3 separate regions of the Gossypium hirsutum genome follow, and regions 2 and 3 are each linked to region 1. The links are chromatin contacts, called in public Hi-C maps. All regions are on one chromosome and are shown on one strand. The core of a region is the stretch at or near the end of the contact, and the rest is flanking DNA. Distances in the headings are between cores, read along the strand shown.

The links. Hi-C and Micro-C count contacts between places; a contact is called where the count stands out from the background.
Region 2: a Hi-C map of leaf shows a contact between it and region 1, with 1.6 times the contacts expected there. The contact joins the promoter of LOC107898977 here to the promoter of LOC107898988 in region 1. A contact is called at or near these places in 2 of 34 Hi-C or Micro-C datasets (callus and leaf).
Region 3: a contact with region 1 is called in a Hi-C map of leaf, with 1.8 times the contacts expected there. The contact joins the promoter of LOC121228098 here to the promoter of LOC107898988 in region 1. A contact is called at or near these places in 2 of 34 Hi-C or Micro-C datasets (both in leaf).

Annotation. Positions count from the first base shown.
Region 1 is chrA04:80,982,319-80,986,862 of Gossypium_hirsutum_v2.1, forward strand. It overlaps LOC107898988, which reads left to right and starts at 2,760. Exons shown (of 2, transcript XM_016824577.2): 1 at 2,760-3,000. The coding sequence starts at 2,863.
Region 2 is chrA04:81,402,902-81,407,445 of Gossypium_hirsutum_v2.1, forward strand. It overlaps LOC107898977 (transcription activator GLK1), which reads left to right and starts at 2,146. Exons shown (of 6, transcript XM_016824557.2): 1 at 2,146-3,039; 2 at 3,347-3,490; 3 at 3,734-4,078; 4 at 4,166-4,222; 5 at 4,376-4,468; 6 at 4,543-4,544. The coding sequence starts at 2,560.
Region 3 is chrA04:81,344,716-81,349,259 of Gossypium_hirsutum_v2.1, forward strand. It overlaps LOC121228098 (protein DMP7), which reads left to right and starts at 2,461. Exons shown (of 1, transcript XM_041111239.1): 1 at 2,461-3,129. The coding sequence starts at 2,461. The coding sequence ends at 3,129.

The DNA of each region.
Region 1 (4,544 bases), core at 1,510-4,009:
GTAACAAATTATCAATTTTACTAGTTAATTTTTAGTAGTTAATCTTTATCATTTGTACGAGTTAATTTTTTAATATTAAAATATTAATCACTTTCATTTTTACTGTAATGAACCGAAAGTTACAGTATCGGAAATTGAGCCTTGAGTACTGTTTCCGTGAAATTTATTCATGAATATTTATTAGAAATATTTATGAATTATAGTTGAATGGTTATTTAGTGTTTAATTAAGTGAAGTAGCTTGAATTTAGTTTAAAGGGCTAAATTGCATAAGGAATAAAAGTTTAATTATAGATTAAAGAAGTAAAAGGGACTAATCTAGTAATTAGACCCTAAGTGTCATATGTGTGTTAATATTGAATAACGTGTGCAATAATTGGTATATATGTGTAATATAGCTATTACACATGTTAGTTTTATATTTATTATAGGTTAATAATAGTATAATAAGTAAAATTGATAAAATAGAAAAAGAAGATAGAAAGACTAACAGAGAGCAAACGTGAAAGAAAGAAGAAAGAAAGAAAGAAAGAAAAAAGGGAAATTTAGGATTAAGGCCCTAAAGTTTGATTAGTAAGTTGTTTTAGCTCATTTTCTTATGATTTTTATGTTTATGGATGCCTAATTCAAAGTTCTACATGTATGAGGTTAAAATGAAGAAAAATAGAGAATTTTTAGATATTGATTTAGTTGAATAAATTGAGGTTTTATGGGTTAAATTGATAGAAATTGAAGTTAGAAGTGATTAGTTAAAGGAATTTCTAAGTTAGGTTTAAATAGGGACTAAGTTGAATAGAGCTCAAAATTTATGTTTTATAATGAATTTTATGAGATATTTACGTTTTGGTGAAACAGGGTTAGAACAATTTCTGGATTCTCTGTTCTGACTTTAGAAATTCACCATAAATTGTGTATTAAGAATTAAGACTCAAACTTTATTTGAATGGATTCCTTATTGAGTCTATTTTTAATTGAAACAAATGGCATAGTCATTGGATTTCTATACAGGAAGAAATTTGATTCGTAGTGCACAAGGGTCAGAGTAGCCGAACCCTGAAACAGGGGAGACTTTTTCTAATAAACTGTACTAATTGGCCTGACCAAAAATTCTAGAAAAAAATTAGTAAGTAAATATATGAGTCTAGTTTCAGGAAAAATTTACGGAATTAGATTTCGAGTTTCGTAACTCGAGATATGATTTTTTTAGCGACCGTGACGCAGATGGATAGTTTACTACGAAAACTGTTTAAGTGCTAAGATAAGTTTTGTAATGCCTCCTGCTCGACTCGGGCGATGGTCTCGGGTAGGGGGACGTTACATTTACTATTTAATTTTTTAAAATATCAACTCTAATCAAGACAGAATTTAAACCTCCAAAATTTTATTTAAATTATGAATTTCATTATTTAAATTTTTTCCATATAGTAAAAAACTCAAATAGAAGAAAGAATGAAGAAAGGGAGAGGAAGAGAAGGGAAAATAAAGAAAATAAAAGGGGAAGTTAAAGGAAAATAAAAGAAAAATAATTAAATTTTTCAAAAAGAAAAAAAGTATAGGGATTAGTTATGGAATTTGGCCTAAAAATATTATTTGAAATGTGATATAACATTAGAGGTGTCCATGGCTTGGGCCGGGTCCAATGAAAAAATTGGGCCCATTTGCTAGGCCCAACCTATAAATGGGCCTAAAATTTGCCCATGCTTGGCCCGAATAAAAATGTTGAAACTTGAGCCAGGCCCAGCCGTATTATTTTTATATTATTTTTTATATAATTTTTAAAAAACATAATACATCAAAAATACTAAAAATATTAAAATAAATGTTTCTCGAAAAATTGAAAATAAATTAAAAATCAATATGTACATTTAAATAACACTAAGATATGTGCAACTTAATAAGCAAATACCTCTAAAATAGTAACAAAAATAATAATAAAACAAAAGTTATACAATATACAAACAATAACAACAAAATAGTAGCAACATAGCAGTGAAATGGTAGCAAAATAGTAAAAAAAATAGCAAAAAACGTAATTACAAAAACAACAAGAACATAAAAAAAAGTAGTAATTTTTTTTGTATATTGGGGCCGGGCTAGGATCGAGCTAAAAAAGCCTTATATGAGGCCCAACCCGTTTTCTAAACAAGCATGATTTTTTACACAAGCCCATTTTTCAGGCCTATATTTTTACTCAAACCCTTCTACTTTTCGAGCGAGCTGGGTGGCCCCGCCCATAAACAAATTTATATAACATATGCCATGTTAACTTGTCATTAAACTATTAATGGCAATTAATGATTTAATAATTAAAATATAATAAATAACATTAATGATTATATTATAATTTTTAAAATTTGATGATAAAATGTAATTTAAACTATTAAATTTATTGTTTACCCTAATAATTATTAGGAATAGCAACTCTCATCCTCATTATCCTCCTTAAATTTGAAACAAATACTTCAGTAAGAAGGAATTTAAGATTTCAAAAGATTTTTTTTTTGAAAAATATTTTTAGTATAATTTATTTAATATCTTAATAAAAAATAATTTGAGAAATTGTGACAAATTATATACTACAATTGGTTCACCATTTCAAAATTTAACACTAGAGATAATGATAGATGGAAATAGAGTTGAAGTGCCAAAATGGATATTTTCAAAATAGAAGTGGCACATTAAAAGATTTGTTAAATTATAAGAGCCAAAAACGGAATTATCCCAAATCTTGTTTCTTAAAATTGGGCTCATTATTTTTTGTGGGTGTTAGCAGGGGTGGGGTTTACAGGGGTTTTAGGCCCAGTTTGGAAAATAGGGTAAGAAGTGAGGAAGAGAGCAAGAGGAGCAGCGACCGGCGAGAGAGATGGCAGGAGCGTTTTGGGGAACAAGAGTGATGGAGATAGTGAAGAAGCACGACTCTGGTGGTCTCGTTTGGAAGAGAATTAAGCTCACTTCCACCCGCAAAGCCAACGCCAAGAAGCGTCTCCATCGCGTTTGGCAGGTCCTTATATCCTTCTCTCCTTTTTTTTTCTTTTTTTTTTAATGCCCCAACCTTTCTTCTTCTGGGGTTTTTGTCTTGCGGCTTCATGCTTTATGCTCTCAATTGTTTCACTTAGGTTTTGGGAAGTAGTTAGAATTATAGGGAAAATATGAACTGTGGAAGAAGGTTGTGAACAAGTTCAAGTTAACATTTGATAGTTTATTACATTTAGAGATTAGTTGCAAATTTCGTACCCACAATTAATAGCACAGTCAACCATACATGCTCAAGATAGCTTATAGACTTCAACTTCATTTGGTATAATGTCCTGTTAGTTTAGATTTCATCTTAGGATTATTTACTATTCATGATAAATGTTTTCCTCTTTGCTTTGCGTGTGTGTGTGTGTCCCTTTCCTGTAGCTCTTACAAAACGGTTCTTCCATTTTATGGCCACTGGCATGTGTCTGCTGAAGTTCCGTATGTGCTGTTTTTAAAGGGGTTTTAGTGGTAGCCTCGCATTAGATTGTGTATAATCAGTGAACTCGAGTTCAGTGGTTTAGAACTATGCAATATGTTATCTGGATTCTGGGTCGGTGTTAGATGCGGGTATGTGCAACTTCAAATATTTTTCTGTGTTTGGAAGATCATACCATCATATCAATGTCCAAATATGTGCCAGATACAATTGTATGATACGGATACTTTAAAGAAAATTAAGAGTCCAGTTAACAGAGCTGAGCACACAGAAAGGGTTAGTTTAATCTTGAGTCTGAAGAGGGGATAGTACAGGATTCAGGCGACCTGGACATTTTTACTTTCTATCTAATGACTTGGTTGGCCAATTGACTGCTGTCATTCTACTTGGTCAAGTTGTAGTTTAAATTTCTCACATTAGGTTGTCTACTTACCATGATTTTATAGTCATGGTGGCACTTGGATAAGAGAATCATCATATATTGTCTTTCGGCCTTTCATTTGCTTGGATCTAAAGACTCCTTGAGTTTTTATCGTCTGCTAAAGGGAAATTATTTAATTACAACCATGTAATATTCTGAGAAAAACATTATTTTAGTAATTGACCACTTTTGTAGTGGCCTATGGATGATGGATTCAAATCCCTATTTCATGTTTGCTATTTGTGAAATAGAGTTATGACTTAAACCATTATATGAAAGAAACCTAACATTTCTTTTATTTAGCATTGCCACTGGTGGAACTTAGCCTGCCTATATACCAGTTTTTCTTGCCACGAGGTCAGTTTTGTCAAAGGGTGGATGGGGCTCTCTAGGCTTTAGATCTCTTATATTGCCTTAGGCACAAAATGAAGCGCTTGCCTGATTGAAGTCATATTTAAATATATACACATATATTTATGAATACATATTTGTATGCATAAAGTAAGCTTAAATATATAGTCATATATATTGCAATATTTGTGTATAAATAAAATAAGCTTATATATAGTTATGATTTGCCCACCTCATCCCTTAACCATGTGGGCGGGGGTTCGATCCCCCCTCATGAGAATGGAGCACATTTCATGACCAACCGTTTACCGCTTTG
Region 2 (4,544 bases), core at 896-3,395, 420 kb after region 1:
TGATTATGATGAATCATATTATGAGCGTGTAATATATTTATATGCATGTAAAATGGTTATTTTATGTATATAATTGATCGTAGTTGCTCTGGTAATGAATGTGATATCTTGTAGCTTGGACCTGGGGACTGGGTTGAGTATAGGATGTTACACATAGTTTTTTAAATTATAAAATTTTATAAATTTTAAAAATATAAAATATTAAAAATTATAAAATATTATAAAAATTATAAAAAAATAGAAATTGTAGTCATTATTTTTCTTACTTCCTCACAGTAAGTAAATCCCATTTTTCTTTATAGGTTATTAGAGTTCTTGTTGTTATTTATTTATTTAATTTATCAAGTGTGACATTGGTATTTCCTTGGTCCATTGTTAATTTCAATGCATGATTAAATGTTACAATGTCAAAAAATACACTGTTATGATTAAACGTTTGCATCATCAAATAGAAACCTCGAACTTGTAATAATAAGTTGGTTTAGCACACATGGTATCCGTGTTTTAGATTTACATTTATCCCTTCCACTATATTTATTTTATCTCTTTCGCACTTTAACCTTTTTTTTTTTTAAATTGTTAGCCATATTTGATATGTAAACTATGCGTTGTTACATGTTTTGGTAGCTAAAAACTATCAACGTTAGTAAAAAGTTGGCCAACGTGGCACGTTAATTGGTGATATAATATGTTAATCGAGTTGACCAACGTTGATTCACGTTGATTAATGTTTATTGGTAAAAAAAGTCATTAAAAAATTATTTAAAATTTATAAAAAAATTAAAAATAAAAAACTTGAAAAAATTATTCAAAATTATAAAACTAGTAAAAAAATATTTAAAAAAATTTTAAAATCTAATAAAAATATATAAAAACAATTTAAAATATTGAAAAATTTGTAAAAATTCTTAAACGTTTGCTAAATATTATAAACATTGCAATTTTTTAAAATGTAAAAAGTAATAAAAATATTAAAACTTTTTGAAATTCATCAAAAGATTTATAAAAATGTAAAAATAAAAAAATTTATAAAAATTTATAAAAACTTTGAATTAGAAAACATCCATTGGATTTAAATACTAGGAGATTGTTCTAAGATCAATTTTAAACAGTATTATAATTTTTACAGTTTTTTAAAATTTTTATGATTTTCAGAATTTTAACTCTCTGAAAATTTTAACCATTTTTTACTTTTTTTTTATGGTTTTCACAATTTTATACATTTTAAAAAAAGTTACAATGCTTTTATTTTTAACAAATTTTTAATAATTTTATATTTTTAAATTAAATTTAAAACATTTTAACTAATTTTTTTATAATTTTAGAAGTTCTTTTTCATTTTTAAATAATATTTTACACTTCTTTTAAAATAACTTTTAATGATTTTTTTAACTAGTCAATGCCGGCCAACATTAGTCAAGAGTTGGTCAACATTGATTAACTTGATGAATGTGTCATATTATCAATCAATCTACCATGTTATCATGACTCGGCTCAATTTGATCGGTCAAATTTTTTAAAACATACAGTTAGCTTTTAGGTATCAAAACGAGTAACGGTGCAAAGTTCAATCACTATAATTTGGCATTTTTAGTTTTTATATTTTTTAAATTTTAAAATTTTAGTCATCATTAAATAATAACTATTAAATTCATTTAATTTTGTTATTTCCAAAATATAATGTGACAAATATGTTATCAAATGTGTAACGTCATATCAGTTTATTTTTTCACATATTTATCACTAAAAATTCAGTAAATAAATTAACTATTATCATTTTGCATGAAGACAAGAATTTCAAAATTTGAGAAGTACCCAAAGTTAAAAAGATCTAATTGAAGAATATATATACTAAATCTACAATAATACATATAATACATGATTGAAAATTAAATTTAACCTAATAAATTTTTTACTATTTTTTAGAACAGGATTAAAATTTTTAAATTCTTAACAAAATTTATAATGTTTGAAGAAATGAAAATGTCATCAAACCCATCCATCACTTTCTTTTCATGCATATCTCAATCCATTTCCACTGTGACATCAATTTCTCCCCCTTTTCTCTCGCTCTTTCTTGAAGTAAACTTTTTTCTTATACAACATAAATGATTTTAAATAACAGCTCACCAGCACGAGATTCAGTTTCTGCAAAAACTTCACAAATTTCTTAAAAAAGGCCATCCACAAATTTAAAGAATTTCAGCCTTTTTTATTTTTAAAATAGGAAAGCCGAAATTAATTGCCTTCCAACTAGTGCATATACATACGAAACAAAAACGTAAAAACAAACAAAAAAAACCCCAGAGATCTCAACCCAAGTTGTGGTGTAGATCCAATCTTTTCCACACTCCATTTTCAGATTTTCTGTGTAAACAAGCAGCAACTACAAAACCCCACCAATTTCATTAAGCGTATCCATTGTCGCCTTAGCCTGTATCAGTTTCCATGCTATACTATATATCTGCATAAAGGATATCAACGTAACTTTTGGATTTAAGTCTCTTTTTCTTTTCTTCATCTTTGAGGGGGAGGAGAAAAAAAGAGTGAACTGTATTAATGCTAGCTGTGTCACCTTTGAGGAACGCAAGGAATGACGAGAACAAAGGAAAGATGGAGAGTTTCAGTATTATTAGCTCTGAAGAGTTCCCAGACTTCGCCGAGGGAAATTTACTTGAGAGTATTGATTTCGATGATCTTATCATCGGCATCGATGAAGGCGATATGTTGCCGGATTTGGAGATGGACCCTGAAATTCTTGCAGATTTACCCACCAGTAGATGTGATGTTGAGGAATCAATGAACACTTCAGTAGAAAAAACTGACGAGGATAGTAGCCAAAGGAAAGAGGAGGAGGAAGAAGAAGATAAAATTTCGGGTTCGGGGTCAGGTTCGAGCTCAAGCAAAGGCGAGGAGATTCTCAGCAAAAGAGAGGAACCTAATGCAGTTAATAAAACGCCTTCTAAATATGCTGTTAAGGGAAGAAAATCTTCAGCAGCACAAGCAAAGAATAACAATCAAGGCAAGCGAAAAACGAAGGTAATGAAAATTTACCAGAAGTACTTGAAAGTAGTACTAGCATAAGCATACTCGAGTAATTAGGTTTTAATTGTCTTAAGATTGAACCTAGAAACTGGTCTCTCGCTTTCACAAGTATGGACCAGAACATGGTTCCAGGGAAGGTGAAGATGTCACGAGAATCATGGAAGTATGTGAATTGTAAACAAGAGAAGAGTGAGAGAGGCCCTCTGAAAAGCTATTTACATTAGTTGTTTTTTTTCTTCAGAGATCTGGATAGGATAAAGTATGTTTTGATTAGTTTAATGATGTGTTGAATTATGTGAAGAAGGTGGATTGGACGCCAGAGTTGCACAGGAGGTTCGTTCAAGCAGTGGAGCAGCTCGGGGTGGATAAGGCGGTGCCTTCAAGAATTTTAGAGCTTATGGGAATCGATTGTCTCACTCGCCATAACATTGCCAGTCATCTTCAAGTACTTTCACTTCCAAATATTCTTTATTTTTTTCCTACTTATTCATATTTCATGCCTTTAGTACCTATTGAATCTCTCGATATATAGTATTGTAGTTTGTTTCTTTCCTTGTGAAGGTAGGAATTTTTCTGCAGAATCTGTTTCGAGATATGCATAGGATTGATAAAAAGTTTCAGAAAAAGAAAGTAGTATTTCAATGAATTATTTATTTTATGTAAAACCTTTTTATGTCATGTTGTGCAGAAATATAGATCTCATCGGAAGCATTTGCTAGCCCGTGAGGCGGAGGCCGCAAATTGGACCCAAAGGAGACAAATGTACGGTGGTGCTGCCACCTCCGCTGGTGGAGGCAAGAGAGATATAAATCCTTGGCTTGCACCTACTATGGGTTTCCCGCCGATGTCACCCATGCACCACCACCACTTTAGGCCTTTGCATGTATGGGGTCATCCCACCATGGATCAATCCCTCGTGCACTTATGGCCTAAACATCCAGCTCACACAACATCCCAACCACCGCAGCGACCACAGTCTACATGGGGACCTCCACCAGCTAACCCCTCGTTTTGGCATCACCACCACCAACGTGTAAGCTCTAATCACCATTTTCCCATCCACCTAATTAAAAGTGTCGATTTTAATTGTTATTTTATTTTATTTTATCTCATTGTATAGGTATCAAATGGACTAACCCCAGGAACACCTTGCTTTCCACAACCAATAGCACCAACGATAAACAATCACTCCAGTTTTGGCAGCATCTTACCTGTTTGTATCTCAACTGTGAGATTCATACTTGCTACCTAGTAGTATTATGTTTTGGCATCTGCAACTATAGATTGATGAAGCTTTTAAGACTAAGTGGATTTGGTGGTTTCCTTGCAGAGATTCCGTGCAGCACCGGTCCCGGGCATTCCTCCCCACCACCACGGTACTGGCGGACAATCAGGACCCCACCCTCTCATTGACTTCCATCCGGTAAGATGTTTCCACATTGCTTTCAACTATCTTTTCGTATAAAAGGTTTTTACAATAATTTGTGAATTATACAGTC
Region 3 (4,544 bases), core at 1,211-3,710, 360 kb after region 1:
ATAGGGCATGTGGTAGTCTTGTCTTCTCAGAATTAACAAGGAAAAGGAGTGCATCTTGGGGTATCAAAAAAATACTCTGGATCTCCTAGACACATATCAGACTCAAAATGGTCCTTGAGAAGTTTGTGCAGAGAAGCTCATGTTGTGATATCTGGGGTACCTAGTTTTCACCTTACTCATATTGTATTTTAGCAGTATTTGCTATCTTTGATTAATTTATTCATTTTGAGCTCTGTTCCCAATCAATTTCAATCTTGTCCATTGTTACAATCTTTTTCAAACATTTTTACATCGAAATAAAGAATAATGGACTAATGATATTAAAGTAAAAGGAGTTCTGCATATTGCTCTGAAAGGTTTTCTAAATAGTACGAGGATCTGAAACAGGACCACTAGTCAGAACTAACCAAATTTAAGAGTTGAAAATACCTGGAAAAAAATCTAAATTGGTGATTATTTCTTCGGGTTCTCTATCAAAGATACCAGCTGAACAAGAATACAGGGTAATACATCAGTGATAGAATCCTGGTGAACAACGAGCAATGTCAACCTAAGCATTAAAAGGGGATCATTCTCGAAAAATAACATTTTGCATTCATACAGACATCATTCATACATATCTAGTTAGGAGTATTTGATTCATTTTGATCATAACATCCTAATCACTCGGCATAAAGATAGGGCCATGAAATAGATTCTACAGGTCATGTTCCCAAGAGAACGATGTAACAGATCAGTGAAACCACAAATCTTATACCCCTAAAGTTACAATGGGACGAATTTAAGTCATCGTGGCGAATCTTATCTCCTTGAAGTTGCAGTGAAGCAGATTGAAAATAGTGAATCTCATTTTCCTGAAGTTGCAGTGAAACAGACTAAAGCTACAAGTCACAAATCTTATACCTCCAAAATTGTAATAGGTCGGATTAAATTTACCATGCAGAATCTTATCTCCTTGAAGTTGCAGTGGAGCAGATTGAAGCCTCAAATCTTATCTCCCTCAAGTTGTAGTGGAGCAGATTGAAGATGCGAATCTTATTCCCCTGAAGTTGCAGTGGAATAGATTAAAGCTACGAGTTACAAATCTTATCCCCCTGAAGTTGCAGTGGAGCAAATTGTAGATGCGAGTCTAATCTCCTTGAAGTAACAGTGGAGTAAATTGAAGTACTAATTCCTATACCCCTGAAGATGCTGTGGGATGGAATGATGCTACTTAAAAAAGAGAAGCTACTTAAAGAAGAGAAGCACCAAAGAAGTCAAGATTCGACAAGACCAGGCAAAATTGACCCTTTTTAAAGTCTTTGCTCCATTCTCGTTATATGACAATGAGTAAAGAGAAGCAGCTGTAATAGGCCAATTTTGGCCCGAGCCCCAATTATAGAAATGAAACAAGATTTAAACCAAAATAAATAAAGTCCCAGTCTAATTACATATCAAGCCCAAAAATACTACGCAATTACAACCCAAATGCAAGAAAACCCTAGTGGCCCAAATGGCCCAAAAACTAAACTTAGTTTCAGTAAAAAACTGAAACCCTAGCCGCATGCCACGTTGATGCCCCTCTGCGCATGCCTTCGCCACTGCCGCCATCAGCCACTCCGCGGTCACTTGTAAAGAAGAAGCAGAACGCAACAAACACGCAAAGCAAAGAAGACAACGAAGAAAAAAAACAAAATATTTGTAATGGACAGTTTGTATTTTGGCTATAAAAAAGGCCACATTTCCTACTTGTATTTTTTTACGAACACACATCAGAGTAATAAAAAACCTTAAAGGTGATTTGCTTGATTTTTTTTCTTTGTCTGTATCTATTTTTTCTTTTTAAAAAATAAAATAAAAAATAAAAAGAAGAACATAATATAGAACAAGAATTTTTTTTCGAAAAGATATTAGGAAAATATAAAATTTGAGTTTAATAGTAAAATATATTATATTTTTAAAGGAAAATATAAGTTCAAACAGTACTATTAGGAGCAACAACCATAAACTTTAAAAATAAAATATAAAATAAAATAAAAACCCATACCATACATTTTAAAAAAAAGTTATACAGAGATTTTAAATCTATAGGAAATGTGAGATGAGAACTTTAATTTTAATTTTTGTGATAAATTTTTGTTTTTTTTGCCAACAACACAGTACAATACAATTAAAATAAAATAATAATAATAATAATAAAACAAAAAAAAGGGGGATGAAACAGGATGGGAGCCAAATTTGTGAAACTGAGCATCTTTTAATTATCAATTATGGTTTGTAAGTCGTAACCTCCTCTCTCTTATAACAATAAATCCACACCAAATTTACTCATCTTTTGTTAAGAGCTTCCATGCACTTAGTTTCACGTCGGTTTTCATTTCCCTACAAATGCTTATTTCTTTCCCTGCCAATAACCCATTCATCTCATACAACTTTTCTTTTCAAAGAAAGCTTTAAGAAAAGAACAAGAAAATCTGTGTGATGGACACGAAAGCTGTAGAACACAGGCAACCCCTCCTGAAGAATGTGGAAAAGACGGCCCAAGAAGAGTCACGAACCACTTCGGAATTTCCTTTATTAACTGCAATAGTAAAGCAACCAAAGACCAAGAAACAAAAAATCGTGAGAAAAACCTTCAAAGGCACCGCCGTTTTGTCCAAGCTTCTGCCTACAGGCTCAGCCCTTACTTTCCAAATACTGTCCCCAGTTTTAACGAACCAAGGCCAATGCAAAACCCAGGTTTGCCAAAACTTGATGCTAGGCCTTGTGGCGTTTTGTGCCAGCTTGTGTTTCTTCCTTTCTTTCACGGATAGTGTTCGAGATGAAAGAGGCAAGGTCCGGTACGGGGTGGCTACGTTTAGAGGGTTATGGGTAATGGATGGCCCTGTTGAACTGCCAATAAAGGAGGAAAACAAGTATAAGGTCAAGTTGATTGATTTTTTCCATGCTTTGGTATCCATAATGATTTTTATGGCGCTTGTTCTGTTCGATCAAAATGTTGTCAACTGCTTTGGTCTGAAGCCATCAGGGGACAGCAATGAGCTGCTGCTGATGTTATTGCCTGCAAGTATTGGAGCCATAGGCTGCCTTTTGTTTGTTTCATTCCCTAGCAAACGCCATGGAATTGGCTGCCCTCTCTCCAAAAATTAGTCCATCTTCCCAATTTAATCTAGAATGCACATGAGAAATCTTTTATTTTCACAAAAATGAAAGTAATCTTTTAATGTTTCCAAACGTATAATCAACATACCGTCCAAGTCTATGTTGAGCCTAGTAAATTCATTGTCAAATCGACTATTTAAAAATTAAATTTGTGAATCCCAATCCGAATAAGATTCAATAGCTTATATGTCGTGCATTTATATTCGAGTCAAAATCCAGTTAAAATTAAATTGAATTTTAAAATCTTTAACTTATTATTTTTATTATTATTATCAAATGCTACTTAAATTTAAAGAAAATTGTGAAGGATGTAAGAAAACAAAATCAACCTTATTATCTTGATAAATAAAAATTTTTATAAGATGAAATGTTAAAAAATCAGCAATCCTGACTCAATTAAACTACCTAACTATCAATTAATGAATCATGATTGGCACATATTATTTTAAATTGATGTTACATAATGGACATGAATAGAACAAAATTTTAAGACCCTAAATTCGGCCCAATTACATGGCAAAGGCCAATCCAATGTTCTAGCCCTTCACTCATCGTAAGCCTCAATTAAATGTCCATGATTTAGCCCAAATAAAGCCATTTAAGCACATAGTAGTTGAGTCATGTCTATCTCCAATGTCCTTTATTGCCTTTGCTGCTCACATCAGGATTCTCATTTCTAGAGTCAGTATTCTGGTAGGAGGAATCAAGCAAGAATGGGACACTTTCCATCAATAATAATTGCCTTTATTGCCGCCCCATAATTTCCATTCTCCCTTCCAACCTCAACAGTTAGGTCGGATAAGATTTCTTGATTACTATAAATGTAACATTACAATGTTTTTTATATAAGAAAAGTACTAATTAAAATCTTAAAAAAATTATGCACTTTACTAAGAATGTAATCATAAATTTTGAAATTGTTCTTTTAAATAAAATATAATTCTTTTAACTAATTTGAATATTTTTCGGTGATATTTATTATTAAGAAAAATAATTTATTATTAACAAATAAGCAATTATTCTATTTATCTTTGAATAATATTAATTTAATTATTTTAATATAAATCAATTTATCTCATTAATATATGATTAAATTGTGAATAAAATTTGAATATTTCGTATGCATTTGAATTAGAATATTATTAAATTTTAATTTGATAGTATTTGAAATGAATTTAAGTTCAAATAAATTTGATGATTTTGTGGTGAAAAAATATTGTATAAAAATAATGAAAATACTTTCTATAAAAATAATATAAATAAATAAGAAAAAAGGGTAATTTGATCTAAAAATAATTTTAGGGTAAACTATAAAAATAATCACTCAACTATTAAAATATTTCTTTTTAGGCACCTAAAATAGAAGGTTTGCAATTTAAGCATCTATGTTATATAGTTAGGTT